Regions from separate parts of the Zea mays genome. Here region 1 is linked to region 2. A link is a contact called in public Hi-C data. All regions are on one chromosome and are shown on one strand. The core of a region is the stretch at or near the end of the contact, and the rest is flanking DNA. Distances in the headings are between cores, read along the strand shown. Region 1 holds the start of LOC100191312 (Deoxyhypusine hydroxylase). Region 2 holds the start of LOC100284130.

What was found. Hi-C and Micro-C count contacts between places; a contact is called where the count stands out from the background.
Region 1: a contact with region 2 is called in a Hi-C map of ear, with 2.4 times the contacts expected there. The contact joins the promoter of LOC100191312 here to the promoter of LOC100284130 in region 2. A contact is called at or near these places in 6 of 25 Hi-C or Micro-C datasets (bundle sheath, ear, endosperm and 2 more).

What each region holds. Positions count from the first base shown.
Region 1 is chr5:224,569,379-224,574,261 of Zm-B73-REFERENCE-NAM-5.0, forward strand. It overlaps LOC100191312 (Deoxyhypusine hydroxylase), which reads right to left and starts at 3,468. Exons shown (of 7, transcript NM_001136746.1): 1 at 3,239-3,468; 2 at 2,189-2,322; 3 at 1,881-2,107; 4 at 1,649-1,787; 5 at 852-978; 6 at 630-748; 7 at 124-534. The coding sequence starts at 3,395. The coding sequence ends at 499. LOC100284212 reads left to right here and starts at 3,634. Exons shown (of 6, transcript NM_001157107.2): 1 at 3,634-3,788; 2 at 3,923-3,972. The coding sequence starts at 3,959.
Region 2 is chr5:224,397,962-224,403,054 of Zm-B73-REFERENCE-NAM-5.0, forward strand. LOC100284130 reads right to left here and starts at 1,600. Exons shown (of 2, transcript NM_001157027.2): 1 at 1,451-1,600; 2 at 1-442. The coding sequence starts at 1,535.

The DNA of each region.
Region 1 (4,883 bases), core at 2,218-4,717, 170 kb after region 2:
TTAATAAATTCCGTCACGTTTCACGTAAGAAAAAAAATTCCACCCATATTTTGCTTACTATTAAAAGACTATTTAATGCCAGGTAAAAAAAAAGTCATGAAATCATACACGCACGTTTTGAGGGAACATCCTGCAAAAATGCTTTTGCAAGAATATAAATAAGTGGTTCCCTTTATGCATAGATCTGGATTCGCGCTGGTGAGGATAACCCAGTTTTCTTTGCTGCGAGTGTATAATTGCCGAAACCAACCACTGACATAGTTCGCATGTATTCTTTTGTCGAAATTTATAAGTTTTCATAGTTTTCATGGTTTCTTTTCCATTTGTTTTCATGCTGCTCCGTGTTTCAACCTCCATATCACGATTAACCAAAAAAAAAATCCTATCAGGATAAAGAGTATCATCAAAGCCAGTGGATATATGGCTGGTCCAGTCACATTAACCAATACAAGAAGCTTTCAGTCACTTCGCATTGAGTGATCATCGACGAAGAGGAACCTAGGACTGCACATGAGGAGTCTGAAGGAAGAGAAACTGCATGGAAAGGAAGCCCTGGTTTAAACAAATTTACACGAACGAAGATCTTATGAGGCAGAAAGTTCTTTGTGATGATGTAGGCAGGCACGTACCTCAAAGGATTTCCCCGATCTCTCATACTCGAGCATACTGAGAGCTACTTCACAGCTCTGCGAGACTATGGGCTCAGGATCCTTTGCAAACTCCTCCAAAAGGGCAATGCTTTCTTGGTCTACAACACAGCACGGTCACAATTTCAGGTAACTGGAGAATGTCTCTATGCATGGGCTGGAGTTTGTAAATGACATTCCGCCAAAACTTGCAGTTTTAGTTACCTGCGATTGAGCCAAGGGCTTCAGCAGCTTCATGCCTGACCATTGGATGCTCACAGACATCCTTCAGGACTGTAGAAAGCGCATCTGAAGCGGCTTTGTTTTGCAGCTGACCTAACACATAAGCAACCTGCCGAATAATACCCAAGTGTTATATTGGATATAAAACCAAAGGCATTGTAATGCAAAGTTTTTTAAATAAAAAAAACTAAATTTCTTGCTAGGAATATGATGTTATGACCTCGGTGTATCAGCCAATGTGCAGACTAGATCTGAAGCAGTTTCACACCACCAATCCTATTATCCTAACCTGATTTTTCGTTACTATGTTTCTTTTCATAAAGGGAAACACCAAACTCCCACTCCATTACTAAATAAATATAACGGTCAAATTTCTTGAGGATCCTACTGACCATAAATTAAGAGGTTGTAACGGGATATTGTCCAATCTAACATAAGTACATAACAAGACTGACAAACAACTGACATGTGACATCATATATTAAAAAGAAATAGCTGCAAGGCTGCTCAGGTTTGTGCTCAAATCTTAACTCCATTTCAATTTATTATGCCAGTTTGTTGTATTTTTTTATGCAAGCTCAAAATTTTCAAGTGTAAATGCCAAATAATAATCTAGACTGCCAGAACCTAAAGAAACAAGTTACAAGGCAACAAAAAAATTCCATTGGAGCTCAGAATATTTTTTGAGAAAAACATTCAAACGATACATTGTTGGTTGCTTGATTTACAATTGTATAAAAAAAATATGACAACAAGGATGAGCTAAATTTTGAAGAAACCTCATGACGTAGAAGAGCACTTTTGACGCTCAGAGCTGCAACAATAGCAGAAACAGCAGCATCTCCACCATCATTCCTAAGCGCAAAAAGAGCTGCATAACGTTGGTACATGCTCTCTTGCTCATTGAGAAGAAGGCCCCTGAAAAACATCCACCATGTTGATAACGGAAAGGCTGTAGGCATAGGATACAATCAACACATGTAAGAATCCTTTGAAAGTTGTAAATAATACCTTAATTGATCTACTGAAAGCCCATGCTTTGAAGGCAGCGCTGGATCAACTGAGAGAAAGGGTGAAGTGGTTGTACTCTCAGCCCCATTAACTTTCTTATTCTCCTCTATTCGTCCTAGTGCCAGCTCGCAAGTTTCTTGGACCTCCACAGCAGGATCAGTTGTTAGACTTTCCTCCAACACAGGGATGCTCTTTTCCAGGCCAATAGCTCCAAGAGCTTCCGCTGCCTAACCAATACACATACACTACTATTTAACATGAATATCCAAGGACTAGAAGAAGCATATAACATCAAATTCACTGAGTACCTCATGGCGGACAATTGGATGTAGCGAAAGATCTTTGAGAACTGCCACCAGTGCAGGAATAGCCTCAGCATCCTGCATTTGTCCAAGTGCAAATGCAGCCTCATGGGCAAGCAAGTTAGAAGGATCCCTTGCAGCTGAACAATTTACAAAATATGTCAGGTTTTCTTAAGCACAATCTTTTGATCTCTCAAACATGAAATTGCAGAAATCTGAATATGCACAGCTAGCAGCGCAAAAGTGGTGGTTGCGAATCAGGCCCTTGATGTGCTTTTCAATTCTTGCATAACTAGTATAGTACAGTTTTCTTTTTCAGTAATGACTACTAAAAGAAATCTAAGAGATATCAGGTTTGTCTGTAATGGCTTTTGTTGACAGCAGAGTAGCAGACCAAAGTTAACAACATAATCTCACAGTTATACATAGCAGGAAAGGAACAAAAAAGTGGCAGTCATCCAAACTTTCAGGAATTTAATATGTACTACATAGCAATAAATATAAAATAATCTCAACCATTGAAACAATACCAAAATTTGAGATAAACCCTCTAATAGCAAATATATTGGTAATATGTTTGGCAGCTCCTATAATGCTAACCTCTTTCTTTGGTGCTGACCAAAATGTATCTCACAGAAACGCCAAAGTCTAAACCTAAAACAAGTGTTATGAAATACTCCGTATTATTAACATTAAACAACTACTGCTAGCACTAGCACAAAATGAACTAGTGCAGCTTGTTGAGATCAATTTGGTGAATAACATAAAGAATCCATCAAAGTTAAATTTTCTAGTATCGTCAGTTCATCACCTCAGCACTAGTATGAACTGTAAGGACACTAGAGTTTGGAACAAAACCGACGAAGTACCTAGGACTAATGGTGCTGCAATCAAGGCACCAAATTAGTGAAGCACAGTATGGTATCCACTCCATCTACTCGATTAGTTCTGCAAAGCAGCAGGGACCAGAAATCTGTTGCTAAATCCACAAGCTGCTAAAGCCTTCGACCAAGCTTTGAAGAGTAGCAAAGCCGATTCAGTGAAGCGAGACGAGACCTTGGAGGAGGGCGCGGCGCGGCGCATCCCCGCGGAGGTTGCGGAGGGAGAAGAGCGCCCGGAAGCGCTCCGCGATGGGCTGCTCCGTGTTCAGCAGCCGCTCGCAGAGGAACCGCTCCATCTCCGGGGACGACTCGAACGCGGAGGTGGCCGTCATCTCACGCGGGCGACTCCGTACGGTTCACACGCTCCGGTCGGCAAGGTGGTCACTGGGGGCGGCGGCGGCGAAGGAAATCCCGCCTCTCGGAAAGAAAAAGAAAAGGAGAAGACGAGGGACGAGCTCGCGTCGAGTCGACGCCGACCGTCCGATCGGAACGCGCCACGTCACCTCTCCAAACGGACGGACGACAGCGACCAGAGGCTCCTCTTGTCTTGATGCCGGTGGGTCCCAATGGCTTTACCCAGATTCTGGCCCACATGGCAGTTACACGCTACGTGTGTAATCTCGCGTCGGCGAAGCGCGTAGCATTCCTTTTCCTCCTCCCCTTTGCGGCTTCTCGCAGCGCTGCGAATCCCAATCCGCACCGATCCGACGCGAATCGATCGAGAGGTGAGCTCGCTGGATCCCCCCTATCACCGCACTCGTCCACTCCTGTCCGGATTTTCCCTCTTCTTTTTCGTGCTCTTGGCGCCCCTCTCGGCGATTTGCTTGACTCTGATGGGTTTGGGGTTTGGTGCGTGCAGGCAGGGGGCAGCACTAATCGAATCGAGACTAGCGCCATGAACCCGAGAGGGTAAGTTTCTGAGCTTGTTTGTTGCTTTGAGCTTGGGATTTTCGTCAGATGGTGTTTGAATTTAGGGTTGGTGAGCGCGAGCGATTTGTTAGAACGGCTCAATGTGGCTGCCTCACTGGATGAATCGCACGCGATTAGTGCGATCGGTACGCTGCATTTGTTAGGGGTTAAGATGAGTGATTCGTGCTGCTGTTTACTTACCTTGTGCAGATAATTCAGTTGTTGTCCCGTAGTTATGGTTGATGAATTCCCTCCAAAGACAAATCGATTGTTGTATATGACAGTTTCATTTTCCCCAACTCTAAGCTGTTTGAGTATCACGAATATAGGTTTATCAGACATAGAAGTTGGTTTCACATGATTATTGACTGGGCTTAGTTTGCTTCTCTGACCAACGAATTTATAACTAAGAGCTACTAATCTCTTTGTTTATGTGTGCTGATATTTCTCTGCTTCAACAGATATACTTTGCTCACTATCACAGCCTCATGGTCAAATTCTTTCTATTAGGTCCCGTAGTTATGCTCACTATCGCAAGCTCCTCAACTCTGTAGTTGTGCATAACAATATGTCTTGGCAAATAGTCCAATATAACGGAAGGGGATGAAAAGTATATGCTGGAGCAATATAGCTATAATTATATATTATAGAAAAATATAAGAACGGTGATCCTCTTCCGGCATAACAGCAGTACATGAGTTTCACCCAGACAAAATGGACAGACTCTATGGCAGCTATGGATCTCAATTGTATTGCTAATTGGGGCTAATATGCACCACCTACGTCATTGCCTAGTTATTATCACGCTTCCTTTTTTGTCATCTTATAGTAGTTTTCTGTTGTACAAAAGCACTTTAGCAGACAATGCTTTGACTTATTTCGTGATATGGGTCCAGGTAACTGTGTTGTCG
Region 2 (5,093 bases), core at 350-2,849:
GACCCAGCCAAGTCGTCCAAAGTAAAGCTGATAGTATCTGTCGAACCTTTCTTCACCTCCTCCCCTTGCGTCGCTAGGAAGTCCTCAATGCTCCCTGGCTCCCCAAACCAGCCAAGCCTGTCCGCCATGAGGTGGAGGTTGTTGCAGCCACCGCACCGCACGACCACGACTCCGTTCTCGTACGAGTCCCTGCTGGCCATCTTCATGGACCTGGTCTCGCACACCTTGCACGTAAAGATCATGGCGAGGTCATGCCTTGGTGAGATCTTCAGGTTGGAGGTGTCCCTGACTTTGAGACCGGACTCCGGTGTCGGGACAGAAGCCGGCGGGGGAGTTGTTTCGGAATGCTGTTGGTCCTGGGGTTCTGTTGCAGTATCGCTCGCTCCAGCAGCTTTTAGGAGGGACCTTAGCCCTGCAGCTGCTGGTGCAGGAAATGAGGGTCCTGCGATGACATGAGTTTCCAGATCAGTAATCAACTAATCTGCTCGGCAAAATTGCAAAATATCTACGGTACACTCAAGGATGAAGCAGTAACCATGAATATCCTGAATCACAGCTAGGCAGTCGGTTTATTACTGCAGCAGTTATCGTTAGCTCTTTGTGAAAGCAGGGCAGTAGCAACCAACATCTATTAAAAAAAGGAGACTGGAGACTTGAAAAGCATGAATTGGACCAATGTTTTCAGATCGGCTGATCGGTTCTGATCGCCAGAGGGGCGATCAGCCGACTAATCACGATTAAATCGGCCTCTAACCAGGCCTAATCAACCAATTAGAGAGCTAATTTTCATCCATTTGGGATAGGCGACGAGTGAGCAACTGAGCATTGAGCAACAACGAACACAACACTACAGCAGTACAGGTGTACAGCACATGAGCACAGCAATACAGCCAGGGAGCAAGCCACTCGCCGGTCGGTCGGTTGGGCGTCGGTGAACAGGAAGTCAGGGACTGGTGCCTTGGGGTTTTAAAGGGACATTGCAAGGAGTATATTCCAGTAAATATGACAATACGAGCAAGCTGCGTGGCCATCAGACAGAGAGCAATGCAAGATTCTGGTCTCTACGGTGTCAGTCAATAATAGGTACAAGGTGGGGAGACAGCGCTGCGCTGGACATCCGCATCCCTGCTCTCATTAACGTTGAGTGAGCCTCTGTTAAACATACGGAGAATGCTTGCAAAAAAAATTGAGGCACACGACAGAGGAGGTGGATTCCTCTCGCGAACCCAAAAGCAATCCTGAGCAGCACCTGGCAGTTAAGGAGGGAGAGAGAAATCTGGATGGATCACAAACAAACCATGAACGATGAGTTGGTAGGGTTAGTTCGGACCTCCCTCCCCATCCGAGGAGCTGGAGGGGACGCGCGAGAGCAACTAATAAGATGAGACACAGCAACCGAAAGGGGAGAAACAGAAGAGGGCAGATATGTTGGGGGATGGGATGGGGCTACCTCGGAGGGAGTAGGGAGCAGGCGATCCGGCGATTGCGGCGGCGAGGCGGCGTCGGAGCAGCGGCAGCAAGCGGGTGGTGGCCATGGCGGCGCAGCGAAGGCTGTAGATGAGAGATAGAAGAGGAAGAAGCGGTGCGCTGCGCCGCTGCCTGCCGCCTGCGTCTGTCTGCGGAATTGCATTGCTGGGGAAGAAAGATAGAGGGGCCTTGGTATGTTCTGGGCTTTCTAGTGGGCCTGCCTTGACTCAAATTACATTGAGCTCTCGTTCCGCCGTTCTCCCGTCACATTGGCTTAAAAAAATTATGTCGACGTTTAGTTTTTGGTTTAGGTTTTAGTTGTGTAATTAATTTTTATTTAGCCTATATTTAATATTAGTAATAAATATTTAAATATATAATGCGATACAAACTAAATTTTATAAGATGTTTGGATTAATGAATGAGCTAGTTCATCGTCTTCTTTTTTTTTATTTGATTTGGTTTGTGGAATGGAATAACTCATTTCTTATGGTTAGTTACGTCATTCACTCGTGTGGATCAGCTTCGATTCCAAGAGCTAGCGCATCAGCTTCGCTGGCGGCTGGTCGCTTGGTTTTGGCATCCACAGATACATAAAAAGGTGGGTTTAAAATTGACCACTTGTGTTGTGATATGACATCGTTGGACGGAAAAGTCACGCAGTCACGTCGCTCTCATGCTCAACCATGCAATTTGTTCTGTTCTGCTCCTTTCTGTTTACTGATTGACTAGGTTGCAAAATATCTTGCCTGCTGTACAATTTGTATATTTTTTTTTCACAAACTCTCCTACGTACAACACTATATTAGTATATTTTTGTAAATATGTATTTACATATATTTTAGTTTTGTGTAATCTGGTTTTAAAGTAAAAAAATGAATAGAAGATCGGAGGGAAAGTCTTTATACATAGAGAATAAATTTTTGATTAGAAAATTGATAGGAGAGTTTTCAACGCATTCGATCTATTGGAGTTGGTCTAATATCAATGTGATCATGAGGATAGGGCCTTATCCTAATTAGTTCGTTCGCCAAGTGTGTGTCTTATTCTTGTTTTTTAGGCACAGTTTTACACACGTCGGCGGTGGTACTATATGTTTTCTACGCACTAGAGTTTTAGACCTACAATATAGATAAAGAACCCAGGTTTCAATGGTCCAAGGGCGCGTGCGGGAGGAGTGAGATGGGGAATTTTAAAAAGTGTGATTAGCAACGGGTGGTTAAGTGTAAAATTATTCACGCCCCTGTTTCTCTTGGATCAACATTATGAGGTCCAGATTAGAAGTTTGCACGGTTGTATGGAGGGGTTGGTTTGCACCAGATACGTTCCCTAAGTAAAAATACTCTCTCAAAAGTCAAAACAAATACATAGTTATATTACATAATTTTTATAATGTAACAGTGTCTCCAATCATATCATTTTTAATAAAATTGTGTATATCATCAACTTCTTTTATTTTTAAGATATTATTTAAAAGTTAAAAAATAGCAGACTCAAACTTTCGTATAGGACCTCCATGTAAATTTTTGCTTGGGCCCCCTGAAAGTCGCCTATAGGGGGGTAAATAGGGCGAAACTGAAATTCTCAAAAATAATCAACTACAAGCCGAGTTAGCGTTAGAAATATAATCGAGTCCGCAAGAGAGGGTGCAAAACAAATCGCAAGCGAATAAAGAGTGAGACACGTGAATTTGTTTTACCGAGGTTCGGTTCTCGCAAACCTACTCCCCGTTGAGGTGGTCACAAAGACCGAGTCTCTCTCAACCCTTTCCCTCTCTCAAACGGTCCCTCGGACCGAGTGAGCTTTCTCTTCTCAAATGCTTGGAACACAAAGTTCCCACAAGGATCACCACAAACTTGGTGTCTCTTGCCTCAATTACAAGTGAGTTTGATCGCAATGAAGAATCAAAGAAAGGAGAAAGCAATCCAAGCGCAAGAGCTCGAAAGAACACAAGCAAATCTCTCTCACTAATCACTAGGGCGTTGTGTGGAGTGTGGAGAGGATTTGATCTCTTGGGTGTGTCTAGAATTGAATGCTAGAGCTCTTGTAAGTAGTTGAAGTGGGAAAACTTGGATGCAATGAATGGTGGGTGGTTGAGGGTATTTATAGCCCCAACCACCAAACTAGCCGTTTGGTGGGGCTGACTGTCGTATGGTGCACCGGACAGTCCGGTGTGCCAGCCATGTCACCAAAGCCGTTGGGATTCGACCGTTGGAGCACTGTCTTCTGGGCCCGCCTGGATGTCCGGTGGCGCACCAGACATGTTCTGTAGAGTGTCCGGTGCGCCAGTATGGGTGTGCCTGACTTCTGCGCGCGCTGGCGCGCATTTAATGCGCTGCAGGTAGCCGTTGGCGTCGAAGTATTCGTTGCCTCGATGTCACACCGGACATGTCCGGTGAATTATAGCGGACTATCCGTTGCGAATTCCCGAGGCTGGCGAGTTCCAGAGCCGCTCTCCCTTGGCACACCGGACATGTCCGGTGTACACCGGACAGTCCGGTGTACACCGGACAGTCCGGTGAATTATAGCGGAGCGCTTCTGGATTTTCCCGAAGGTGACGAGTTTGACTTGGAGTCCTCTGGTGCACCGGACACTGTCCGGTGGCACACCGGACAGTCCGGTGCGCCAGACCAGAGGTGCCTTCGGTTGTCCCTTTGCTCTTTTGTTGAACCCAATACTTGGTCCTTTTATTGGCTAAGTGTGAACCTTTGGCACCTGTATAACTTATACACTAGAGCAAACTAGTTAGTCCAATTATTTGTGTTGGGCAATTCAACCACCAAAATCAATTAGGAAATCGGTGTAAGCCTAATTCCCTTTCAATCTCCCCCTTTTTGGTGATTGATGCCAACACAAACCAAAGCAAATATAGAAGTGCATAATTGAACTAGTTTGCATAATGTAAGTGCAAAGGTTGCTTGGAATTTGAGCCAATATAAATACTTATAAGATATGCATGGATTGTTTCTTTATTTTTTAACATTTTGGACCACGCTTGCACCACATGTTTTGTTTTTGCAATTCTTTTGTAAATCCTTTTCAAAGTTCTTTTGCAAATAGTCAAAGGTAAATGAATAAGATTTTGCAAAGCATCATTAAGATTTGAAATTTTCTCCCCCTGTTTCAAATGCTTTTCCTTTGACTAAATAAAACTCCCCCTTAATGAAATCATCCTCTTAGTTTTCAAGAGGGTTTTGATATTAAATTTGAAGAGGGTATACCAATTTGAAATTATATCACAAGTAAGATACCAATTTGAAAATATTCTTTGAAAAACTAAAATTTTAGAAATTGGTGGTGGTGCGGTCCTTTTGCTTTGGGCTCATACTTTCTCCCCCTTTGGCATGAATCGCCAGAAACGGAATCATTAGAGCCCTGGAATTACTCTCTTCCCCTTTGATCATAAGTAAATGAGTGAGATTGTTCCAAAGACGAAGTCCTTTTGCTTTGAACTCTCCCCCAAAAGATGGAGAGTTACTCGGAGTGATGGCGAAGGATGAGTTACGGAGTGGAAGCCTTTTGTCTTCACCGAAGACTCCAATTCCCTTTCAATATACCTGTCGGTGTTTCGAGATCGGGGGGTCCCTGAGGCGACGAGTGAATGTCGCCGCGTGCCCTAGCCCAG